Regions from separate parts of the Arachis hypogaea genome. Here region 1 is linked to region 2. The links are chromatin contacts, called in public Hi-C maps. All regions are on one chromosome and are shown on one strand. The core of a region is the stretch at or near the end of the contact, and the rest is flanking DNA. Distances in the headings are between cores, read along the strand shown.

Region 1 (6,344 bases), core at 2,301-4,800, 230 kb before region 2:
GAAGAAACTCGCTCATTTCCAGCTTGTGTTTTGTATCTAAATGTATGATTTACTTGTGATGGATGAATTTACTGATATTTTCTAATGTATTTTTACACGGTACTAGTGCATACCTTCCGTGCTCGTTTGGCTCAAGGTTTTAAAAATCTTACCCATCTGGCTATCTCATAGTTTGATCATTGAAAATGAAAATCCGGTCTAGTTCTACAACAATTAGGTTATGTTTGAAAGGGAGATTAAGATTGAAAAAGAGACTACTTGATAGAAATTAAGTTTTTGTATTGTGTTTAGTGTAAAATGTACTGGACTGAGTTATGTTGTAGTACTAAATTATGTTGTAGTATTATGTTTGGTTAAGATAAATATAGAGACGAGTAAATTTGGAATTTGAAAAAGTAAATGAGAGTATCTGTAAAAAGAAATATTAAATTTTTAATTTCAATTCTTATAAAATTTCATTCTTCTATATGTTCTCACTTTCTTGAGATGCGGAAAGAATTGAAATTGTGTTTTGATATTAAAATTTTAGTTTCGATTTCTAATAAGTAGACATAATATTTAGATTTAGTCTCTCGGTTTCAATTCTAATTAGTTTAACTACCAAAAATGTATTTGAATAATTTTATTGTTGAGAAAAATGTATTTGAATTTTGTTATAAAAAAATATATATTTTTAAATAATTTAAAAATGCTACGAAAATGTCTAAAAAGAATATTATTTTTATTGAGTGACAAATAGCTTTTGTATTTGACAAATTACTTATACATTTGATCCAAAATTTTATAAGAATATTTAGGTAACTATTTAAAAAATAATAAAAATTTAATTTTTATATTTTTTAATTTTTTAAAAGTATTATTGATTGTTGACAAAAAAATTACAATATATATATATATATATATATATATATAGCGAAAAATTATCAAATTTTAAAAATAAAAATATCTTATTTTTTTAATCATACTTATAAAAAACTGTATCAAAATTTAATTTTTAAAATAATTTTTAAGAATACATATTTAATATTAGACATAACAATAAAAATTATTTATAACAATGCTAGGGAACCAACTCTATATAAGCCAAGAATTAGCCAACTGGTAAACCAGAGGCACCGGTAACTTTAACCGGATGTTGCTACTGATAGACACACGGATGTTTCTTTTTCTTGTAAATTGGATGGTTTTGGATATAATTTCTATGTCATTAATAAAACATAATTAATTATATGAAACCAACTAATTAATAATCAAAGTATCTGTTCCGTGATTCTCTCCTATCACTAGCGTATCTTCCCTCATATTTTGAACGTGATCAACAATAATTTAAAAAACAAATTAAATTATAAATTAATAAAATTAATTATGTTGTTCCAATTTTGGTTGATTATTAGTTAGTTCCATATACTTTCCCAATTATTTAATGTAGTTTTTGTGATTTACCCATTCCAATTTTAGAAAACAAACGAAGCCTTAAAATTACTGGCGCTTATTTTATTGTATCATACTATCATTACAATTTTTTTTTTATTATAAAATGTGGGGAAAGAAGAAAGATAAAAAAAGATACGCTTTTATCCCAACAGACTCTGGAGTGGACATCACAAATCACAAGCTTAATATGATTTACAATTTTTACTTTTGTACGTAAAAAATTAACTACTAAATTAATAATTTATATAAAATATATGTTTGAATATATATATATATATATATATATATATATATATATTAAAAATAAGGCAGTCTTTGTCTTCTATGGACAAGGAGAATTTCGGATTTTGATGATCATTGATGAAAAGTATAACTTACAAAATAATAGAATTACACTTGTATTCTTATTTTAATTTTTTTAGAATATCTTTTTCTCTTCATTGAAAATCACCATTTTCATGGCATAAGATGTTCTGCTCTTTGTGTGTTAAACACAACCTTCAACTCATTATGCTGCTGTTTAAATTTTCTACTTTATCATTTTTCAATTACTATATATTATTTTATAGAAAAAAATTTACAATTAACAATGATAAGCAACTCCCCTGCCTAAATAGGCTTATGCTTTGAGTGTGTGGTTGTTCTTCTTGTTTCATTCTCCAATTAACAATGATAAGCAACTTCCCTAAATTTATTACTCTTTAGCCAACTTTGAGAGTAAAGGAATAGTAGTTCGTACATATAACACTAAATTATTTCTGTTATCACTGTCCTACAAAACCCGTAAATTCATTGTTCTTCATTCTGGCGTCAATACATGTCTAATAATTTAAGATATTGGTCAATGAAGCTACGGTTTTGGACTTTTGGTGTTTTACCATATTGGGAGAGATGCAAAAGAGAAGATGAAAGAGAGAAGTTAGAGTGGAAAGCGAGCAAATTATGAGAACAAGAAAGATATTTTACGCGTAATTATTTTTCAAAATATAAATATAATTAATTATAAAATATAATAAAGTTATTTTAATCTCAACCATTCATTCTGTTAAAATATAATTAGAATCAATTAGAATTATTTAATATATCTGAATATTTATTATAGAATATTCCGTCTTTATTATTACGAGTCTCTTAGCACTTATAAATACCATTCTATGTTGTATCATTCAACACAACTTAAATACTCACAAACTTTTTTCCTATTACTCCCTCTTCCCTTTCTAACACATTCAACATGGTCCATTGAAGAATTCTCCTAGTTAAGGTTCTTGTCTTCTTGTTTTGTTTCATTCCAGAGATGCTGCAACGGTTTCACTCACAAGAATATAAACACCCCTCTCCTAAGTCTTTTTTCTTTTTATTCTTTTTTCAGGAATTTTCGGCCTTATCTTTTTCACTCACAAGAATACTGCGCGAACATTACCATCACAATCAAAAGTCACTAGCATGAATTTTTTTTCCATAGCAAAAGAAATATCAAATTAAATTGGACAATTTACTTTAATAAACCAACTCTCCTCCAAAATTATTCAGATTTTTCAATCTAAAAAAGGCTACGTCAAAGTCCCAAATTACATTTCTATGTAAATCGAATTGATTAAATTTGATTTAAGCAAACACGTACAAAATCGAATCTAGAGGATTCAATTTACATGCAAATTGAATTCACGTGTAAATCGAAGCTAATAGTTTCGAATTAGATTACCCTACTAAATCGAAGTAAAGAGATTCAATTTTCAATTGCTAGGTAAATCAAATCCACTCAATTCGATTTATGATGATACGTAGCCTTTTAGGTAAAACGAAGTCATTAGGGTTGATTTAATATATATGGCACCATATGATTAAATCGAAGACACTTAATTGGATTTATAGAGTACTCATGTTTATAAATATGAGCTCAACGTGAATTTTTTACCATAGTGAGATTCACAATGGCTAGTGATGAGAGTTTTGTAACTCTTGTGTACTATAGAGGGTCCATTAAAAAAAATGCAATCAAGAATTAAGTTTATTGATAAGGACCCCCTAAGTGTTTTTCTCAAACCTTCCACGAATTTTACTGAGTTTAAGAATATTATATTCTAGAAACTAGGTCTGCATGGCGTGAAACGCATGGCAAAGTTATTCTATAGAATCCCGATTTCCGTCTTACGCAATGATGTGAAGTATGATTCATTCGTTATTAGCAGTGATGAAGATTTGGGGGTTCTGTTCCATTGTCGTCGTCAGTTTCCCGAGGTGAGGACTCCAGAGGTGTTGGCAAAGCTTGTGGATGTGGTATCTAGTTCTGGAGGCTCAAATCGGAATCCACAATCCACAGGACATGCAGCCTGCTCTAGTTCCATGCCTGTTGGTGCCTCGTCAGTTGTGCCAGAGATTGCACCTGAGGCTGTTTTAGCTGCTTCTCCTTCCTTTGCATTTAATTTGAACTGCAGTGGTAATCCAGGGGTTGGTGAGACTAGACCGTTGGGGAAGGTTGCAATTGCGACGCCTGATTCTCCTGCAAAGGTCCCGGTCTTTGGTGAGGTTGGAGTACAGGATGGGGTAGAGGATACACTGCATGATGATGATGATAATGATGATGATGATGATGATGATGATGATGTGGAGCCCGCCACGATAACTGATGACACACCACGGACGACTCCAGTTGTGGGTGGGGGAGCATCTATTTCAGGTACTAATCAGTATCCCCCCCACTTCTCAGCTCTAGACTTGGATGGCATGGCACCTCAGGGAGATCCGGGAGTACCTGTTGGCTTCAGGGTTAGAAAGACACAGAATACATGAGTTGTATCTGAATTTCAAGTTGGTCAGCAGTTTCAGGATAAAGAAGAAGTCGCGTTAAGCATGAAGACTTATAGCATTCGTTGTGGGGTTGAGTACAAGGTATTGGAATCCGATCATCGCAAGTACTATGGTAAGTGCAAGGAGTTCGACAGCGGGTGCCCATGGCTCATTCGGGTTAGCCTCCGCCAGCGCAGAGGTATTTGGGAGGTAAAACGATACAATGGTCCTCACACTTGTCTAGCCACATCGATATCTAGTGATCACAGGAAGCTCAATTATCATGTCATATCGGCCTTCATACTGCCCATGATTAGAGCTGATGCTACCGTCTCGATCAAGGTACTGTAGAATGCCACGAAGGCACACTTCGGTTTTAGACCGACTTACAGGAGGGTTTGGATGGCTAAACAGAGATCTGTGGCTCAGATTTACAGAGATTGAGAAGATTCATACAATGACTTACCACGATGGGTATTGGGTGTGCAGATCACGATGCCAGGTACTATAGCGGTATTGAAGACGAGTCCTATGCGGGTTGGTGGGCAGGTGGATGACTCTGCAGGTTATTTTCATCGGCTTTTTTGGACATTCCCACTGTGTATTGAGGCATTTTATCATTGCAAGCCGTTGGTCAGTGTGGACGGTACTCATCTATATGGCAAATACGGTGGTACATTGTTGGTCGCGATTGCGCAGCACGGCAACTCCAACATCATTCCTATTGCATTTGCACTTGTGGAGGGTGAGAATGCAGAGTTGTGGTCATTCTTTCTATCTCACATGCGGCAACATGTGACACCTTAGCCGGGTATACTCATCATATCAGATAGGCACAACGGGATAAAGGCTGCATTGGAAGCTCCTGATGGTGGCTAGCTTCCACCTACTATATATAGGGCTTTTTCCATCCGTCACGTGGTGGCAAATTTCACGCTGAATTTCAAGGGCAAGGATGCACAGAGGTTATTAATAAATGCTGCTTATGCCAAGACTGAGGCCGAGTTTCACTACTGGTTTGACATTCTCCATGCCAAAGATCTTACTATGTGCGACTGGGCTAATCGAATTGACTATGCACATTGGACTCATCATTGGGACGAAGGTCGGAGATTCGGGCACATGACTACGAATATATCTGAGTGTGTGAACTCGATACTAAAGGGTGTGAGGAACCTTCCAATCTGTGCGTTGGTGAAGGCCACTTATGGGAGATTGGCCGAGCTATTCGTTCAGAAAAGAAGAGAGGCCAAGGCACAGTTAGGAACCGAACAGCAGTTTAGTCAGCATTTGATTAAGGAGATCAAGGCAAATCTGAAGACCTCATGGTGTTTCACCATGACTGTGTACGACAGGGACAACTCAGAGTTTACTGTGGCTGAGACCACTCCGACAGGGAGTTTTTCACTAGGCACATACAGAGTATCCCTCACCGACCAGACATGTGATTGCGACTATTTCCAGGCACTTCATTATCCATGTCGTCATGCCTTAGCTTGTTGTGCATATGCACGCCTGACCTGGTCCACCTATGTCCACGAGGTATATCGCCTTAGCTCCGTGTTTGATGTTTATCGCATGGTATTCACACCTCCAATTCCGGAGGGGTTTTGGCCACCGTATGATGGTCCAACCGTCATACCTAATCCGGCCAAGAGACATGCGTCTGAGGGGCGCCCCAGGACCACCAAGATCCGGACTACCATGGATGAGGCTGACCCAAACAGGGCCAAGAGATGTAAGCTTTGCAGACATCCCGGCCACACACGTAGGAGGTGTCCCCAGAGAGGAGTGACCATCAGTTCTGCATCTGCCAGTAATGTGTGTAGGGTTTAGGGCATTTATTGTACCATGTTGTCTTTCAGTTCATCTTTAGTCACTGTTGTATGGTTTATTTTATCGTTATTGTCGTGTGTGTTGTGTTTTCACAATGTTAATGTTATTTTACGATGGATGATTTATGTTAATTTTGGTTTATTTGAGCATTTTGTTTCACCGTATATGGACTCGTATTTTACTAAAGAAATATTGTATAATGTGAAGTAAAGAACATCAAGTAAAGAACAACAAACTGAAATACATAACTACTTGGCATACATAACTAAAACTGAAATACATAA
Region 2 (6,051 bases), core at 308-2,807:
GACATTTCTATGTAAATCGAAGCAGACATACTCGATTTAGTTTCGTTGATAGTACATCGAAACAGCCATATTCGATTTAGTAGCGTTTCATGCAAATCGAATCAAACTCATTCGATTTATGTATGAATGGTGAGGGTTCATAGTAAATCGAACGAGCCAATTCGATTTACCATCCTCGAAATGTCCATGAATAAATCGGCACAAGGCAAGTTGATTTAGTATGTATTCAACAAGATATATAAATGGATGTAACTTAATTTGATTTACTAGGCCACAAATTTATATAAATAACTGTTGAATGTGAATTTCTCATCATAGTGCTTTGCAATGGCTAGTGATGAGAGTTAGTTTTGGTGCACTATAGAGGATCGATTAAGAAAAAATGCGTTCCGGAATTAAGTTTACTAATAATGATCTGATTTGTGTTTTTCTCAAACTTTCAACAAGTTTCACCAAGTTTCAAAATACTATAATCCGAAAACTGGGGCTGTAAGGCATGAAACGGGTGGAGAAGTTAGTCTACAGAATTTTGATTTCTGTTTTGTGGGATAACGTGAAGTACGATTCGTTCGTCAAAGGCAGCGACAAAGATTTGCAAGTTCTGTTCCATTGTCGTCGGCAATTCTCATAGGTTAGGACCCTAAGCTGTTGGCCAAGTTTGTGGATGTAGTCTCCAATTCAAGAGGTTCTAACCGGAATCCTCAGCCTTCAGCCATGGTAGCCTACTCTAGTTCGAGGCCTATTAGTACCTCTTCATCTCTGCCCGTGATTCAGCCTGAGGCAGCTTTGGTTGGCACGGGTGACCTAAATCGCACTCATGACGGAGAAGTGGGTGACACTAGTCCCTTTGGTGATGTTGCGATTGCGATGGACGACATTCCTGACGTGGTAACGAAATCCTGACAGGGTGGAGCACCGGATGGTGTGGAAGATGCATTTCAGGATGAGGATGATGATGATGTGGAGCCCACTACGATTGCCGATGATAGAAATGATGAGCTAGTGAGGAGTACTCCAGCTCGGAGTGATGGAGCGGCTAGTTCAGGAACTCCGCAGTACCCCCTGTACTTTTCAACTTTGGACTTGGATGCCATGAGACAGCAGGGGGTACTTGGCATGCCTGTCGGATTTGGGACCAGAGACACACAGGATACAGGAGGACTGGCTGAGTTCCAAGTTGTTCAGTAGTTTCAGGATAAAGAGGAGGCCATGCTGAGCGTGAAGACTTATAGCATCCGACGTGGGGTTGAATTAAAGTGTTGGAATCTGTTTATCACAAGTACCATGGAAAGTGTAAGGAATTCAGCAACGGGGGGACGTGGTTGATTCGTATTAGTCTCTGCCAGCGTAGAGGTATTTGGGAGGTAAAACGATACAATGGACCACATACTTGTCTGGCTACTTCGATATCCAGTGATCATAAGAGGCTTGATTACCATGTGATCTCGGCCTTCATATTGCCTATGATTAGAGTCGATGTTGCCGTGTCGATCAAGGTACTGAAAAATGCGATAGAGACCCATTTTGGTTTTAGACCGACTTACTAGAGTGTTTGGATGGCTAAGCAGAAGGCCGTGGCTCAGATTGACGGAGACTGGGAAGAGCCATATAATGAGTTACTGCAATGGCTGCTAGGTGTGCAGATGACGATGCCAGGTAGTGTTGCAGTGTTGAGGACGAGTCCTGTGCGACTGGGTGGCCAAGTCGATGAGTCGCATGCTTATTTCCACCGTCTTTTTTGGACATTCCCACCATGTATCGAGGCCTTCCAACATTGTAAGCCTCTGGTTAGTGTTGACGGGACCCACTTGTACAGCAAATATGGTGGTACACTGCTGGTTGCGATTGCTCAGGACAGCAATTCCAATATCATCCCTGTCACATTCGCCCTTGTGGTGGGTGAAAATGCAGAGTCGCAATTATTTTTCTTATCCCACCTTCGACAACATGTAATGCCTCAACCAGGTATCTTGGTCATATCGGATAGGCATAACGGGATCAAGACTGCACTGGAGGCTCCTTATGGGGGTTGGCTTCCACCTAATGCATACATGGCATTTTTTATCCGATACGTGGTGGCAAACTTTGCCCTTAGTTTTAAGGGCAAGGATGCTAGGAGATTTCTAGTCAATGTTGCTTATGCAAAGACCGAGGTCGAGTTTGACTATTGGTTTGACATCTTCCGCTCTGAAGACTTGGCCATGTGTGACTGGCCTAATTGGATTGACTATGCACGGTGGACTCAGCATCGCGATGAAGGTAGGAGGTTCGGGTATATGACTACGAACATATCCGAGTGTGTAAACTCGATTTTGAAGGGTGTAAGGAACCTTCCGGTTTGTTCATTGGTGAAGTCCACCTTTGGGAGATTAGCAGAGCTTTTTGTTCATAAAGGAAGAGAAGTAGAGGCACAATTAGGAATCGAGAAGCGGTTTAGTCAGCATTTGATGAAGGCAATTAAGGCTAATCTGAAGGCCTCAAGGTGTTTCACGATGACTTTGTACGACAGGGTCACAGGGATAATTCTGAGTTCACCATGGTTGAGACAACACCGACTGACAGCTTTTCACTTGGATCTTACAAAGTGTCCCTCAAGGACCACACCTGTGATTGCGGATATTTCCAGGCTCTTCATTATCCATGTCGCTATGCCTTAGTGTGCTGTGCATACTCACATTTGGATTGGTCAGTTTATGTCCATGAGATGTATCGCCTCAGCTTGGTATTCGATACTTATTGGTTGGGGTTCACCCCTCCAATATTTGTAGAACTACTGGCAAATGCACCGGGTCGTACCAAGTAATAACTCCGGTGAATGAGTGTCGATTCCACTAGAATTAACGGATTAAGCAAACAATGGTCAATTGATCATTCTAGTCAAACAATTAAAAATAAGTGTTTCACTAGTAAATAGCATGAAAATAGAAAATTAAACAAGAGCAAACTAAAATTAGTTAAGCAGATAAGATAATAAAGATAGTTAAGGTGTCAAATATGTTCACTTCTTAGGAAAACAATCCTTGTGTTTATTTAGATGAGGTATGCAAAGATTAATCACGGCGAATAATAAATAATCAAATTCCAATTTCTTGGTAATTTAATTTCTCTTTAACTTAATTAATAGCTAATTCCTTAGTCAATTACTTAAGAAAAAGAGGTGAAGCCCAATTTTGATTCAATAAGTAAGATTCAAAAATATTCCTAAGTTTGATTTATATGTCACGTATTCAAACTAGTCCTAACAATTGAAACTCACAAAGTGTCGCACACTCTTTAAACCTATTCCTAGTGTAATAAAAAAGTAGTGTGAAAGAGTTTTTAATCTAATTCAAATATTAATTTTTTCCAAAACAATATTTAGAATCCAAGACAGAATTAAAATGTTTTTCAACAATTCTAAATCTTTAGAGATGAAAAACCAAAATTCAATCATGAAATAAATCAAAGGATAAACCTCATATAAAATAGAACACTTAGATTAATAATCTATAAAAAGATGAACAGAGCTTCTAACCTTAATCAAGGAGATTAGTGGCTCACGCTTCAAAATAAAAAATAAGGTATCAAAAACGGCCAACGGTCTGAAGGTGGATCCTTGGATTGTTGAAGGGTGGTTTCCCCAGGGTCCTTTATGAACCTTATATACTAAACTTTAAAACAAAACCTAATCATTAAATTCAAACTAATTCAAAATAAAATAAAATTAAATCTAATCTTTCACATTAAATCTTTCGCTTTGTATCTTTTCTTCAAGGCTTTGGTGGTCTCAAATTTGGCATTCTGAATGGGCATGGAGAGTGGCCAAAGTGGCTTATAAAAGTTAGGCCAAAAAGCAAGTGAAACACCAAGCTTTGGCATACAAAACGCCATGCTTTTCTTCCCCTGGGAGCAGCCTTCCTTTGGTGTGTGAAACGCCAATGTGTGGCATATGGAATGCCACTCCTTTGTGGTCTCTAGAGCTCTCTCTGCTTGGCGTGTGACAGCCTTGTTGCGGCGTGTGACACGTCCAAATGGGTCTTTGAAGTAGACTTCTGAAAATTTGGCCCAACGTGTAATACCGGGCTGCGGCGTGTGGAACGCCACTGAATCATACAAGGTCCTGGGAGTGAGGTCTTGGCGTGTGACAAGCCAATAAGAAGCGTTACATGCCCATACAAATTGTTCAAATGAAAGCCTCGAAGGCGTGTAGTTTCCACACACCCATATTCCTTGTGGCGTTAAATGCCACCCTTTATTCATTGGCGTTCATTCATGCTTGCTTGGTGTTAAACGCCTTGCTTTGCTTCATAAATCAAATAATAACGCCACATGCATAACGCTACATGCATGCTTCATTCTTCATTGGCTTATGCCATATCTTCCTTTGATTCACGCTAATGCATTATGCATTTCTTTGATTCATGCATCATTAAATGGCTTCATTAATTAGTGTGCATGCTTCATTACTTAACGCATGCCTTCCTTTTGTGTGTATGCTTCATGGGCCACGCTTGCTTTAGGGGTCGTGCTTCCAAAAGCGTGGCCTAAGGTTTAAAGCATGTCCGAAGTTTCAAAGTGTGTCAAAAACTCCTCCTTGAGTTTTTTGAGTTTGTTTGTACTTTTTGCTTCTTTTTCTATTATTTTTCTACAATTATCAAAAGATCAAAGCATTCAAAGTATTAATAGAATATCATAATAAAGCACATAATTATCAAGCAAAAACTATCAATTTCACCTAAGAAACACCCAAGAAAAATACATAAAATTTTCATGCATCAATGACCACAACTCTGTATTTTCACCCTCCAAAATGGCGAATGCGACATGGATGATATTGGAATTACTGTCCTGAGCAATCACAACCAGTAGTGTACCACCATATTTGTTGTATAAGTGGGTCCCGTTGACACTAACTAGAGGCTTGCAATGTTGGAAGGCCTCGATACACGGTGGGAATGTCCAAAAAAGACGGTGAAAATAAGCATGTGACTCATCGACTTGGCCACCCAGTCGCACAGGACTTGTCCTTAACACTGCAACACTACCCGGCATTGTCATCTGCACACCTAGCATCCATCGTGCCAACTCATTATATGACTTTTTCCAGTCTTCGTAAATCTGAGCCACGACCTTCTACTTAGCCATCCAAACCCTCTTGTAAGTCGGTCTAAAACCAAAATGAATCCCTATCGTATTCTACAGTACCATGATCGACACGACAACATCAGCTCTAATCATAGACAGTATAAAGGCCGAGATCACATGGTAATCAAGCTTCTTGTGATCACTGGATATCGAAGTAGCCAGACAAGTATGTGGTCCATTGTATCGTTTTACCTCCTAAATACCTCTGCGTTGGCGGAGACTAATACGAATCAACCACGTGCACCCGTTGCTGAATTCCTTACACTTTCCATGGTACTTGTGATAAACAGATTCCAACACTTTATATTCAACCCCACGTCAGATGCTATAAGTCTTCACGCTCAGCACGACCTCTTTTTTATCCTGAAATTGCTGAACAACTTGAAACTCAGCTAGTCCTCATGTATCCTGTGTGTCTCTGGTCCCAAATCCGACAGGCATGCCAAGTACCCCCTATTGTCTCATGGCATCCAAGTCCAAAGTTGAAAAGTATGGGGGGTACTGTGGAGTTCCTGAACTAGCCGCTCCATCACTCCCAGCTGGAGTACTCCTCTCTAGCTCATCATTGCTATCATCGGCAATCGTGGTGGGCTCCACATCATCATCATCCTCATCTTGAAATACATATTTCACACCATTCGGAGCTCCACCCTGTCGGGATTCCGGCCATTGCCCCCATCTCTCCGTCACGAGTGTGGTTTAGATCAGCAGCGAAGGATGGGGAGGCAACCAAAGCTGCCTCGGGCTGAATCACAGGCAGAGATGAAGAGGCACCAACAAGCCTCGAACTAGAGCAAGCTGCCATGGCTGAAGGCTGAGGATTCCGGTTAGAACCTCCTGAACTAGAGACTACATCCACAAGCTTGGCCAACAGCTCATGGGTCCTCACCTCCAAAAATTGCTGATGATAATGGAACAGAACTTGAA

The links. Hi-C and Micro-C count contacts between places; a contact is called where the count stands out from the background.
Region 1: a Hi-C map of leaf shows a contact between it and region 2, with 2.8 times the contacts expected there. The contact joins the promoter of LOC112721333 here to the promoter of LOC112721331 in region 2. A contact is called at or near these places in 4 of 8 Hi-C or Micro-C datasets (all in leaf).

Annotation. Positions count from the first base shown.
Region 1 is chr11:47,979,714-47,986,057 of arahy.Tifrunner.gnm2.J5K5, reverse strand. LOC112721333 reads left to right here and starts at 3,550. Exons shown (of 4, transcript XM_025772403.1): 1 at 3,550-3,981; 2 at 4,255-4,566; 3 at 4,714-4,988; 4 at 5,124-6,060. The coding sequence starts at 3,550. The coding sequence ends at 6,060. It overlaps LOC112720814, which reads left to right. Exons shown (of 7, transcript XM_025771906.3): 7 at 1-146.
Region 2 is chr11:47,751,101-47,757,151 of arahy.Tifrunner.gnm2.J5K5, reverse strand. It overlaps LOC112721331, which reads left to right and starts at 1,557. Exons shown (of 1, transcript XM_025772401.1): 1 at 1,557-2,657. The coding sequence starts at 1,557. The coding sequence ends at 2,657.